Regions from separate parts of the Zea mays genome. Here region 2 is linked to region 1. A link is a contact called in public Hi-C data. All regions are on one chromosome and are shown on one strand. The core of a region is the stretch at or near the end of the contact, and the rest is flanking DNA. Distances in the headings are between cores, read along the strand shown.

Evidence for each region. Hi-C and Micro-C count contacts between places; a contact is called where the count stands out from the background.
Region 2: a Hi-C map of endosperm shows a contact between it and region 1, with 5 times the contacts expected there. The contact joins the promoter of LOC100274035 here to the promoter of LOC100191962 in region 1. A contact is called at or near these places in 2 of 25 Hi-C or Micro-C datasets (ear and endosperm).

What each region holds. Positions count from the first base shown.
Region 1 is chr7:129,995,755-130,001,322 of Zm-B73-REFERENCE-NAM-5.0, forward strand. It overlaps LOC100191962 (LysM domain-containing GPI-anchored protein 1), which reads left to right and starts at 3,621. Exons shown (of 2, transcript NM_001137386.1): 1 at 3,621-4,458. The coding sequence starts at 3,774.
Region 2 is chr7:130,128,772-130,135,011 of Zm-B73-REFERENCE-NAM-5.0, forward strand. It overlaps LOC100274035, which reads right to left and starts at 2,813. Exons shown (of 11, transcript NM_001148418.1): 1 at 2,624-2,813; 2 at 2,381-2,489; 3 at 2,019-2,077; 4 at 1,699-1,892; 5 at 1,455-1,515; 6 at 1,238-1,310; 7 at 1,008-1,128; 8 at 804-891; 9 at 576-701; 10 at 375-484; 11 at 1-272. The coding sequence starts at 2,730. The coding sequence ends at 124.

The sequences.
Region 1 (5,568 bases), core at 2,371-4,870:
AAAATTTAAATACTTCGAACTTATTTTGAAATAAAATTTGAATTATTTGAAATAAATTTTCGAAAGTAATGAATTTGGAATAAAATTTAATTTTGAAATTTGGAATCGTTGAATTTGAAATTTTGAATTTTAAGTAATTGAACATTTGAATTTAATGAATTTTAAATTTTAATTATTTGAAAATTTGAATTAAAGAGGGGCAATGGCTAACGACGTAAAGTTCAAAAAACAGAGGTAAAATAGAGTTAGTCCAATCATGTAATTGTTCTTTTTTTAATTTAATAAGAATATTTCAGTCTAGAAGATAGGAACTGTGGTGGCGTTGATGTGGTGCTAGAGCCTCTGGCCTCTGCGCTCCGAAACAACAAAAGAGGAGAACGTAACTACGTAAGTGTGGCGCTAACTAGGGATGAAAACGGGACGGGTACCCGGAACGGGTACCGGATACGGGTACCAAAACGGGACGAATTTTCGGATACGGAAACGGGTATTTTATTTGGCGGGACGGATACGGGTACTACCCGGATATTGGCTCCCGGATACGGGTAGGATACGGAATCACTATTACCCGGTCAGTACCCGAAAATCCCGGGTAGGATACGGGTATTATTCGGGCGGGTACCCGGTTTCTGGATTTAGCTTGGGCCTACTTCCTATTGGCTGTTGGGCTGCTTGATCGGCCGGCCCATCATCAAGCATCAGGTGTTTAGGCCTTTAGGGTTAGGCAGGCATCCAATCCAGGCATCCAGCCGCCGAGCGCCACACGCACACCCAGCCCTCAAGGCCAGCCGGCCAGGAGTCACCCAGCCGACCGCCGGTCCGCCGTGACGCCATTCCCGGCCGCCGGCGCCCGCCACGAACGTCGTCCCGTCTCCTGTGCTCCCGGCCGCCGCCTCCCGTCACGAGCCCACTGCCCACGAACTCCCGCCCGCCGCTCTGGGCCGCTCTGGTGGACGAACTCCCGCCTGCCACGATCACCGGCTCACCGCTGCGCTAGCACTTGGCGCGTGGACGACAGGACGAGGACGAGAGCAGTCGAGCTCGAGCAGCTTCTGGAAGGGAAGGCCGTCGACACCACCGCCCCCACGGCCCCACCTCACTGCCTCGCCGTCGGCCCCCCACCTCACTGCCTCGCAGCGGCCGGCCACACCATCACAGCAGAGCAGCCGGCCAGGTACAAGGTACTTCACTTCATGTCTTCATCTGTGATTTCCAGGTAGAGGTAGCAAACAGCCAATTAGCCAAACACGAGTACACGACAGACGACACCAAGGACTGAATTTTTGTACTCATGTGTGATTTGCAGTGCTATGGATGTGGATGTTAGAGTTGATATTGAGAATGGGTCTAATGAGAATGAAGTGCAAGCCCCAATTATAGATGATGGCAATGCTCGCTGCGATGACCAAGTTGCTGTTGAACCTTCTGATGGTGCTAATGTTGCTGCTACCCCTCTTGTTGGAAAGAAGAAGAAATTCATGGGTGTAGAGAATCGTGCGGTCAAACAGCGAACCACTACTCCTGTGAGCAAGCTTAAGGCATCCAAGTCAGTAGGATCAAACAAGGATAGAGCTATTGTTTTAGTGCCATCATTTGCAAAAGGTTTGTATATTTTTCAATTTGCACAAATTAGTTTCGCAGGCTCTATGCAACTAGTAATTGTATATTAACATTAGTTTGTACTTGTTACAGCTGTGCAAAGCGCAAATGCAAGTGCAAGTCAAAGCGCAAATGCAAGTGCAAGCACTCCAAGTGATAGCCAATGCGCAAATGCAAGTGCAACTGCTCAAGGAAGTATTGGAGACAACGAAGAAGAAAATGATGTCAAGATTGGAAAAAAACTCACTTCATGGGTTTGGGGTCACTTCACAAGGTATGAGTTAGAGGTTCAACAATCTGATGGTTCGATTATTAAGCAACCATGGGCTAAATGCAATAGATGTACACATAAAGCTAAGGCAGAAAGTGGTAATGGTACAAAGGCTTTTAGTAACCATTTAAAGTTGAAGCATCAAATCTTGAAAGGCCAGCAAATCCTTAGTCAGAGTGGAAATTCCATAGGAACATATAAATATGATGAGAATGTCAGTGTGAGACTTCTATATTATGCCATCATCATGCATGAATATCCTTTCAGTATTGCTCAGCACAAGTACTTTGTGAAATTCATTAAATCATTAAGGCAGTGGGAGCATTTCTTGATCCTAGATACAAACATAGGATGGTTGAGCTATATATATCTAAGATGTATGACATTGATAAAGCTGAGTTAGAGAAGTTGGTATTCATGAATGTTATCAATGAATTATTTACATATTATTCATCAGTCATCACTGCAAAATCAACCACAAAAACCTCAAAAGGTGCTAGTTCAAAAGAGAGCGAGTTTGTTCGACATAAAAATACTTTGGTGGATGAGGATGATGATGAGGTTGATCTTGATGAGTTGTATGTAACAACAAGCAATGACAAGAAGGTGTCAGAGTTGGATTTGTACATGAGTGAGGACCTAGTGAAGGTCAATGACAATGAAGCAACATTTGATGTCCTATCATGGTGGAAAGGGCAAGTCACAAATTTTCCTATTCTTTCAACCCTTGCTCGTGATGTTTTGTCTATGCAAGTTTCTACTGTTGCTTCAGAGTCTGCATTTAGCTCTGGTGGACGCATTGTTGATGCATTCCGTTCAAGGCTCAAACCAGAAATTATTGAGGCATTGGTTTGTTGTAAAGATTGGAAGATTGCTTCAGAGAAAGGTATTGTTATATTTATAGCGTAATGATCCACATCATCATCATGATCAATAACATGTTTTCTATTAATTTCAGATTTGGAGATTGAAATTAAAACCTTAACTGAAGCTATGGATGTAGTTGACTTGGAGGATGATTTTGCAATTGGGACTTGAGATGTTCGACTTCAAGTTACCATGGAATGGATGATGTTGAACTTGTTATTTATTGTTGTAATGCTGTGGAACTATATTTTCTTGTTTGCACTTCTTCACTTGTTATGTTGTTCTGAACTGGACATGATCATATGACTCTATCTATTGTGATTTGTGTTGTTTCATTTTGTGATGTGCAAGTGTTGAACACTTGAACATGTTAAATGATGTCATTTATCTACTATCTATCTGTTATATACTTGTGGATTATGCCTAAAAGAGGGGACATGCTGTCGAATTTTTTTAATATTGTGTTGTTGGTTCCACATTTGATCTATCATATACATGATTATGTATTGCTTAATTTATGTGTTTGTTGGATGGTTGGGCAATTAATGCCATCGATACGAACTACCCGACAACTATCCGGTACATACCCGATCAGTATCCGTTATCCGTTTCTTATCCGCCCGTATTATTACCCGGTCCCGTCCTGTATCCGTCCCGAATCTGAAGTACCCGTATCCGGTCCCGTATCCGAGATAAATACATTAGGGTAGGATACAGGATGACCCTATATCCGGCTGTATCCGTCCCGTTTTCATCCAACATGGATGGGATAAGTGAAGAAGTTTAGGGCGATAGCACTGGATCCTTAATCCGTACTACACTCTGCTCTAGCAGTACCAGTGATCCAGATCCTGGCGCACTGCACCAGACTGGCAATCGCAGAGGATCCTGCGGGGACGCACTCACACACACACGAGACCCCGGCCAAGCCAAGATCCAAAGCACGCACGCATTCCCAGCGTCCGGCACACGGAGGGGTCGCGTTTCTCTAGTCTCGTTCTCCACTCTCAGTGACTCAGGCGACCCGCGGCCGACCATGCGGGCAGCAGCGGCGTCCCTGGTGCTGGTACCCCGCCTCGCCCTCTTCGTCCTGCTGCTGTCCGGCTCCGGCGTGCCGACTGCCCTGTCGAAGTCGACGCTGGAGTCCTGCGCCTCCTCCAGCGCCTGCCCGGCGCTGCTCTCCTACACGCTGTACGCGGACCTGAAGCTTGCGGAGCTGGCCGCGCTGTTCGCGGCCGACCCGCTGGCCATCCTGGCCGCCAACGCCATGGACTTCGCGGTCCCGGACCCGGGCGACCGCATTCTCCCGGCGGGGCTCGCGCTGCGCGTGCCGGTGCCGTGCGCCTGCTCCGACGGCATCCGCAAGGCCACCTCCGCGCGGTACGTGGCGCGGGCGGGGGACACGCTGGCGTCCGTGGCCGGCAGCGTCTACGGCGGGCTCACCACGGCCGACTGGATCCGCGACTCCAACGGCATGGCCGAGGAGGAGGACGCCGCCCTCGACGCCGGGACCACGCTGTTCGTGCCGCTGCACTGCGCCTGCTTCGGCGGCGCCGACAGCGGCGCCCCCGCCGTGTTCCTGACGTACCCGGTGGCCGAGGGCGACACGGTGCCGGCCATCGCGCGGAGGTTCCGCACCACGGGCAACGACCTGATGAGCGTCAACGACCTGGCCACCGCCGACGTCGCCGCCGGGGACATCATCGTCGTGCCGCTGCCCGGTGAGCTCTCTGCTCTGCTAGCCTTTGGGTACTAAGCCGCCGGCACGTGTTTCTTTGGATCTGGTTTTTGGCGTTGCTGGCGTGGACCGTTGCTCGGTCTGAGATGTACGTACCGTGCGTGGTCGGTCGGTTGGTTGGTTAGATCCGACGCTCGCCGACAAAATTGGTCGGTAAAAATTGCTTGCTCGCGTAGCAGTGCAGCCATTATTACTACCAGTAGCTGTCTAGCTTTGAAGTGTCGCTTGATGGCGCAACATTTCTGCGGTAGTTCAGTGGTGCTGGCCGTGCAGTTGTATATTGGCAAGGGCCCGTCAGTTTTTTTTTCTTTGCACATGGAGAAGGGGATGGAGGGGGGGGGGGGGGGGGGGGGGGGTGCTAAAAGAATGAGGCAAGTACGGTATACCGCTAAGGCGCTATCGCTGCGCCAAAAGCAAAAGGTGACTTCAGTGCTGTGTTTGGAACACTGCAAATATTGTCCAGTAGCGACATAACAGTGCGCTCCATCAACATCCACTGCCAGTTGTATTGTATTATGATGGAATTGTTCTTGCGTAAAGAAAGCCACAAGGTTATTCTCCCCAGACAGATATATAATAATAATCACGGACGAACAAAACAGGACGGTTACGTTGCATGATTGATCACTGACCGACATCTGCCATGTGCTCTTCTTCACTCACTGTTGCAGCGTGCGCCTCGTCGTTCCCCGCGTTCGCGTCGGACGCCGGCCTGGCGGTGGCCAACGGGACGTACGCGGTCACCGCCAACCGCTGCGTGCAGTGCAGCTGCGGCCCTGGAAACCTGGAGTAGGCGTCGTCTCCACTCTCCAGTCTCCAGTCTCTCCTTGCCTCATCTGCGCGCCAGCTCCAGCCGTGTCGTGTTTCTGATCGACCCTTGCCGCTCGCTCGTTGCAGCCTGTTCTGCGTGCCGGCGCCGCTGGCCGACTCCACGTGCTCCAGCATGCAGTGCAGCAACAGCAGCATGATGCTCGGCAACTTCACCCTCCTCATGACCAGCGCCGGCTGCAGCGTCACCTCCTGCAGCTACGGCGGGTACGCCAACGGGACCATCCTCGCCACGTAAGCGTTTGTCCGAACGAACCCGAATCTC
Region 2 (6,240 bases), core at 1,563-4,062, 130 kb after region 1:
CTTCTCTGAACTCACTGTGTGTACACAACGCGAGCCTTCTAATGCAGCTATGGCCTGGGCCTGCACACAAGCAGGCGTGCGTCTGTATATATATAATCATTCCATGATTCCATCACCATCTTGTCAGAAGGAGGCGCTCCAGATCGCATCCTGCCCTTCGCCGCATCGCGAATGCACGTACTTGATCCTCTCGACCGGATTGCAGACCCCACTGCACCTCCAGTCAAACGACGCGATGCAGACGTTCCCCGCCTGCGCTTTCCACTCGCAGTCTTTGAGAGAGGGAGAGCAAAGATCGGTTACAGCCTTTTACGGTGAAGAAAAGCTAGAGGCGGTCGAGACGCTGCAGGCGCTGCGAAGAACAAGAAACTGACCTGGTGGCGTGCCGCAGCACATGTCCCTGTCGTCGATGTGCTCCACGTCTAGGCCGATGAACCACGCGCCGAGCGAGACGTCTTCGTTCGCGTATTTATGCAGTATGGGCCTGGGCGGTGGTATATGGTGAACGCATATGGATCAGCTGCCTGCCAGTGCCACTCAAGAGAGAGAAGAAGAAGAAGAAGGTTTTGTCTTACTGGTTGATGGAGATGTAGGTCGCGAGGTCCTTGGAGATGGCGTATATCTGCCCCGTGGCGTGGCGGAAGTACTTGTTCCCGTCCTCTCCGAACTTCCAGAACTCAGGCTCATGGTATTTCGCATTCCTGATGTGGGGGAAAAAGAAAACATGTATGTCAAAACGAAGGCTGGTATTTCGACGATTCAATTCGAATGCTGCGCTGCTTTTTTTTCAGAGGAATTTATACTTGTCGGAGAGGACCGGTCCCGACTTCATGCAGCCAATGTACACCCGTGGCTTCAGCTTGTGCCGGCCGAGGGTGGCGACGAGCATCCCTGCACATTTTACGCCATGAAGGTTTCTGGACAGGTTTCTGTCTTCTCTAAACGAACACTGAACTCTTGGAGGTGCGTTTTGTTACCGGATCGGAGCAAGGGAGCACGTAGTTTACCTAGGTTCAGGTGAACATCGTCGTCCACCTTGACATAGAAATCCGCGTCCCATAAGGCCACGGCAGTTGAGAAGAATGTCTTGGTCTTCGCAGACAGCTTGTGGTACCCTTCGACATGGTCCTGCGAAGCATATATGCACAGTTCAGCTGCAGATCGAGCATAGATTTTGGGTGTTCTGTGCTTCAACGGAGTACACCCGTGGCCGTGGCTTCAGTGGAGATCATCGTACCAGCCTAAGAAAGTCGCCATGAATTTCATCCTCCGCGTCTATAGCTTTGTCAAGGACGTTGTTCGATGTAGCGCTGCAACAACGCATAGAGAAGAAAAAAAAACCAGTTTTTTTTTTTTTACTTCAGTGAATGCATAAACTATTGAATATATGTAAAACATGCGTTCGTAACGTTTTCGCGAACGTTAGACTGAAAGGCGATACAGTTAAAGCATACCTATGCCCTATCGTAAACCGGACGACGATTCCCTTCTCCTCCAGTTTCTTGAGCTTCTCACCTGATAAACAGCAGGTCAGACAAGCACAGTAAAACAAAAGAGAAATAGCAGTCAGCCCTAATGGATATTTCCTGCGCCATTGGATCTTTCAAGAAAATATATAAAAATAAATAAACAGAGAGAATCCTGCATCATCATCATTTCCTCTGCATCAGTCCGGGGGAAAGACAAAGAATCACGAACCTTGAGGCATCCAGGTCTCCCTCACGGAATCCCGACGCTTCCTGCTGCTGAAGGCGGTGTTGACCCCGATCACCACGAACACCCTTCTCCTCTGCTTACTTACGCCACCACCTGTACTTTCCCCGTGAAGCTCGTTGATGCTGCGCTTCGCTGCCAGCTCCATCTGCAGTGTGTCAATTGACTTCTCCAAGTATCTGGACGGACACAGAATGATACCCAGATTATTAGTCCCAAACTGGCTGGCAGTCAGAGAGGCCACCGGCTAGCTGTAGACGAGGAACAGTTTCTATAGCCAGTTTTCTATGTCGTTGCTGACTTACTGTATGGCCTCGTGAGTCTTCGACACCTCTCCCATAATGTCCCTGTCTTCTGCCGGTTTCTGAAACCAAGAGAGGGAGGTTACACAATCACTTTACGTTGAAAAGCTTGCTTTACGTTTTCGCAGTCCATTCCATGTGCTTTATGGAAAAATACAGTCAAATGCAGGAGATAGTTTTTTTTTTAAAAAAAAAGCAATGTCGAATACGATGCCTGCAGCAATGTCGAATTCAACAATGTCTCTGAAGTAGCATTGTAGCAAGCTGGTTAGGTTTAGGGATTTATAGAGCAAAATATATATAAAAAAAGGGATAACAAACAAAAGAATAATACAGCACAAAATCCAGGGGTTAGGCGGCCGTACCGGCTTGGCAACAAAATCCTCGGAAAGGCTCTGCAGCTCCGTGTCGTGCTCGTGCTCGTGCTCGTGCCACCCCGTCTGCACCACGACCGGGCTCGGCACCGATCCAAACCTGCCACGAGAACCATCGCCGCCGCAGAACCCGTGAGCCTTGCAGTCGCTCGCGGCACACAGACAGAACTCACCGGGCATGGATGGCTCCAACAGAGAAAGCGGAAGAGAAACCGATCTACTATATTGACTCACAGGTCCGTGACGAGTATGCCGAGGAAGAAGCTGAGGAAGCAGAGGATCAGTATCCGGCGCGAGAGCAGCCTCCTGTCCGAGGCCAGGCCGCCGTTCTTGGGCTTCATCTACCTCCCCTCCGATCGTTCCGCCTCTCTCCTCTTCTCCGGCGTGTCGTGCCGTGTCGTGTCGTGTCGTGTCTATGCGTTTCGTGAGTCACACCATAGGCGAGCGAGGGGAGGGCGGCTTTATGCAGGTTCGACGTAACCGAAGCAGAGGAGAGGAAACACGAGAGGCAGGAGGGAGACGACGACTACTACTTTAATGGTGGACTCGGAGCAAATGCTACGTTCACGGCACAAAGGTGGGAACGCTGTTTTTCTAGAGGCAGAGAGGCCTCTGGTTTAGGGGAAGGCTGTTACGTTACGCTGTTTTTTCTCTCTTTTTATTTTGTTTATTATATACTGCTAGAGATATGTGATTTTCTTAATTGAATGGGTACGAGAGGTATGGGCGACAAAAAAAAATACGGAGTAGATTTTTAGTCATCATATATATGAAGAATGAAAATTTCATAGAGCATTTTTTTTCTTTTTATAACGCGTATTAGGATTTAGAAATCAGGGAAAAAAACTTTACCAGCATATTTTGATCACGAATTACTCTTAAAGTACAGTATCAATTACTTCAGAATCAGTTCCATGGAAGGTAAATCTCCTTTTATTCCAAATTATAAGTTTTTTTAGAGAATCAAATATCTCGAATTTGATAAAAATATGAATATTTATGGAATTAAAGAAGCATAATACAAAAACACAGTTAATTAAAATTCTAATAATATTTATTTAGTATTTTAAATAGCATTGTTTTATTATATATTATATATTAATTAAATATAAGATGTTTTGTAAATAAAATAATTTATAAATTAGGACATAAAAACTACCTTGAGCAATTTTTGGTAAAGTCACACTAAATTTGATTTTTTATTCTTAATGTGTCCAATACCTTCAACCGGTGGTTGAAAAAAACTATAGGAAAATCCTTAACATTTCATTGGGCTCATTTGGTATCTTTTTTTAGCTACAACTTTAGCTACAAACTCCTCATATTCCTCTCATATAAGGGCAAAGTATATTGCTATATGTTAGCCGCCTCATACTCTATCTTAAACAGTGTCATATAGGACCTTTTTATGTAGAGAAAATAGAGAGTGGAGAGAGAACAAGGTCATTGTTTCGTGAAACGACCGCCTTATGAGCTGAAATTTAGGACTATGAAACAACCATACTATTGTATGACTTGTCTTTGTTGTACAATTCACAACTTAGCTCTTTGTTTGGACCTTGATGGCTAGAGGGGAGTGATTGATTGCTCTAGTTTTGCTCTAGGCTATCTCTCTAAACAAACTATTGGTTTATGAAAGACTAACATGTAGCCTGTGCTAACGCTATGATCCCGGGGAGGGGGTCGATTGCGGCGGCGCGAGGGGAGGGGTTGACGGTGGCGGCGCGAGTGAGGGAGAGAGGCTGGGGCGGCGGGGGTCACGTGGGAGTGAGAGGGGGATAGATGATCCAAATAATATTGTCCATTGGATTTAAGTGAATAAGTGGGGGGATTATCCAGCGATCTGAACCGTTGGTTTTGATGGCGTGTTAAGTCTGGATGCAATTTGTTTAGTGGAATTAGTGTAGGTTATGGGTGTGTGAGTGATTTGGTTGAGTGGGTTTGAAAAGTTTAAAGTGGTGGATTAAATAGTGGTAAAGGACAAGCTACACACAAGTAAGAGATAAAGCTACTTGCACAAAAATAGATGAACTAGTATGATACAACTAGTAAATATAATTGTAAGAATAGTTTGGGATGTAAACCACATGAGGTAAGAAACATAATATTTAACCCCAAGGTTTGGTTGTTTATAGACAACCTACATTCTCCTTATGGTGAATCCAAACTAGTTGGTTCATGTGCTAATTAACGTTATAGTCAAGTCCATAATAAGGGCACTGTAATGATCACTCTAAAGCGACACTCCAATAAGTCACTATTACACTAAAGTTGCTTTTCGTAAATCAGCCACGAGGAAAGAGCATAGGAGCCCCTTGCAGGAATGATTGAAGCCAACTACAATCTCCAATAGATGCTCAATGATTCCAACGATCTACAGACTGTCTAGCTGACGACAATCATCAAGAGTAATAAAAACAAAACCACCCTAACTCATTCAACTAGTGTCATAAGGTACATGAACTCAATACAATACACTAGGAGTGCTCCAATCTCACCAGGTGATGAATTATGGGTTTCAAGTGATTGGGGTGTGTTTCTTAAACCTCAAAAGGTGTATGTAAGTGTTAGTTGTCGAGGGATACCGACCAAGGGTCAATTTATAACCTCACAAAGATTTGAACAATTACCTCTTGAAAACGCTAAAATTGGGGACTGCGCTAGATACATCGATGCCCTTTCAGTGGGTATATCTCCAATGACTATAAACTAGTTGTTAGGCGTCTTGTGTAGTCAATGGACAAGTCACCGGACATGTCTGGTGAGTTATAGGCTAAAATATGTAGGTTTCTAAGCTCTCTGAGTAACTAGTCTGTTGTGATATCTGATGTTATGTTGGACACGTTCAATGCCTTATACGGCTACTATACACGGTTGACATACTCTTAGAGTTTCGTGTTTGGCGTTGCATGTCCGGTGCACGTCGGACACCATGATATATTGATAAAATATGTTATCTAAAATCAGGCCATTCTCACATCTAGTGATGTCTAGTGTCTCGCTAGATACGTCTGAAAATATGCATCGAGATTATTTTCTTATCTCTTTTGAAGCCAGCTAGCTCTCAAATGTTTTATCAAACGCGTTAGAGCATAGTTAGCATTTTCAAAGTTTTTATATAAACATGTCAGAGTGTAGTTAGTATTTTTTAATTTGGGAGCAAAAATATCAGGGGAATTGGAGGGGCTACAATTCCCTTGCTATTCTGTCGGCGTTTCGAGACCGGGGGGTCCCTGGACCGACGAGTGAATTGTCGCCGCGTGCCCCAGCCCAGATGGGTCGGCGCGAGACGGAGCGCGAAGGGGGGAAGGCGGCCGGAGGGAGACGGGCGTGAGAGGTGGAAATCCCGCGGCCTTCGTGTTCGTCCCGCGCCCAGGTCGGGTGCGCTTGCAGTAGGGGGTTACAAGCGTCCACGCGGGAGGGAGCGAGCGACCTCACGCGAGCGCCTGTCCCGTCCTTTCCCCGCGTGGCCAACCCTCTGTAAGAGGGCCCTGGTCCTTCCTTTTATAGGCGCAAGGAGAGGATCCAGGTATACAATGGGGGTGTAGCAGTGTGCTAACGTGTCTAGCGGAGGAGAGCTAGCGCCCTAAGTACATGCCATCGTGGCAGCCGGAGAGGTCTTGGCACCCGGTTCATGTGGTGTCGTGGCCGTCGGAGGAGCGCTGGAGCCTGGCGGAAGGACAGCTGCCGGGGCGGTCGAGTCCTTGCTGACGTCCTCTTGCTTCCGTAAGGGGGCTGAGAGCCGCCGTCGTCATAGAGCGTGCGGGGCGCCATCATTACTTATCTAGCGGAGCGAGCCAGATGGGACGCCGGTCTTGTTCCCCGTAGCCTGAGTCAGCTTGGGGTAGGGT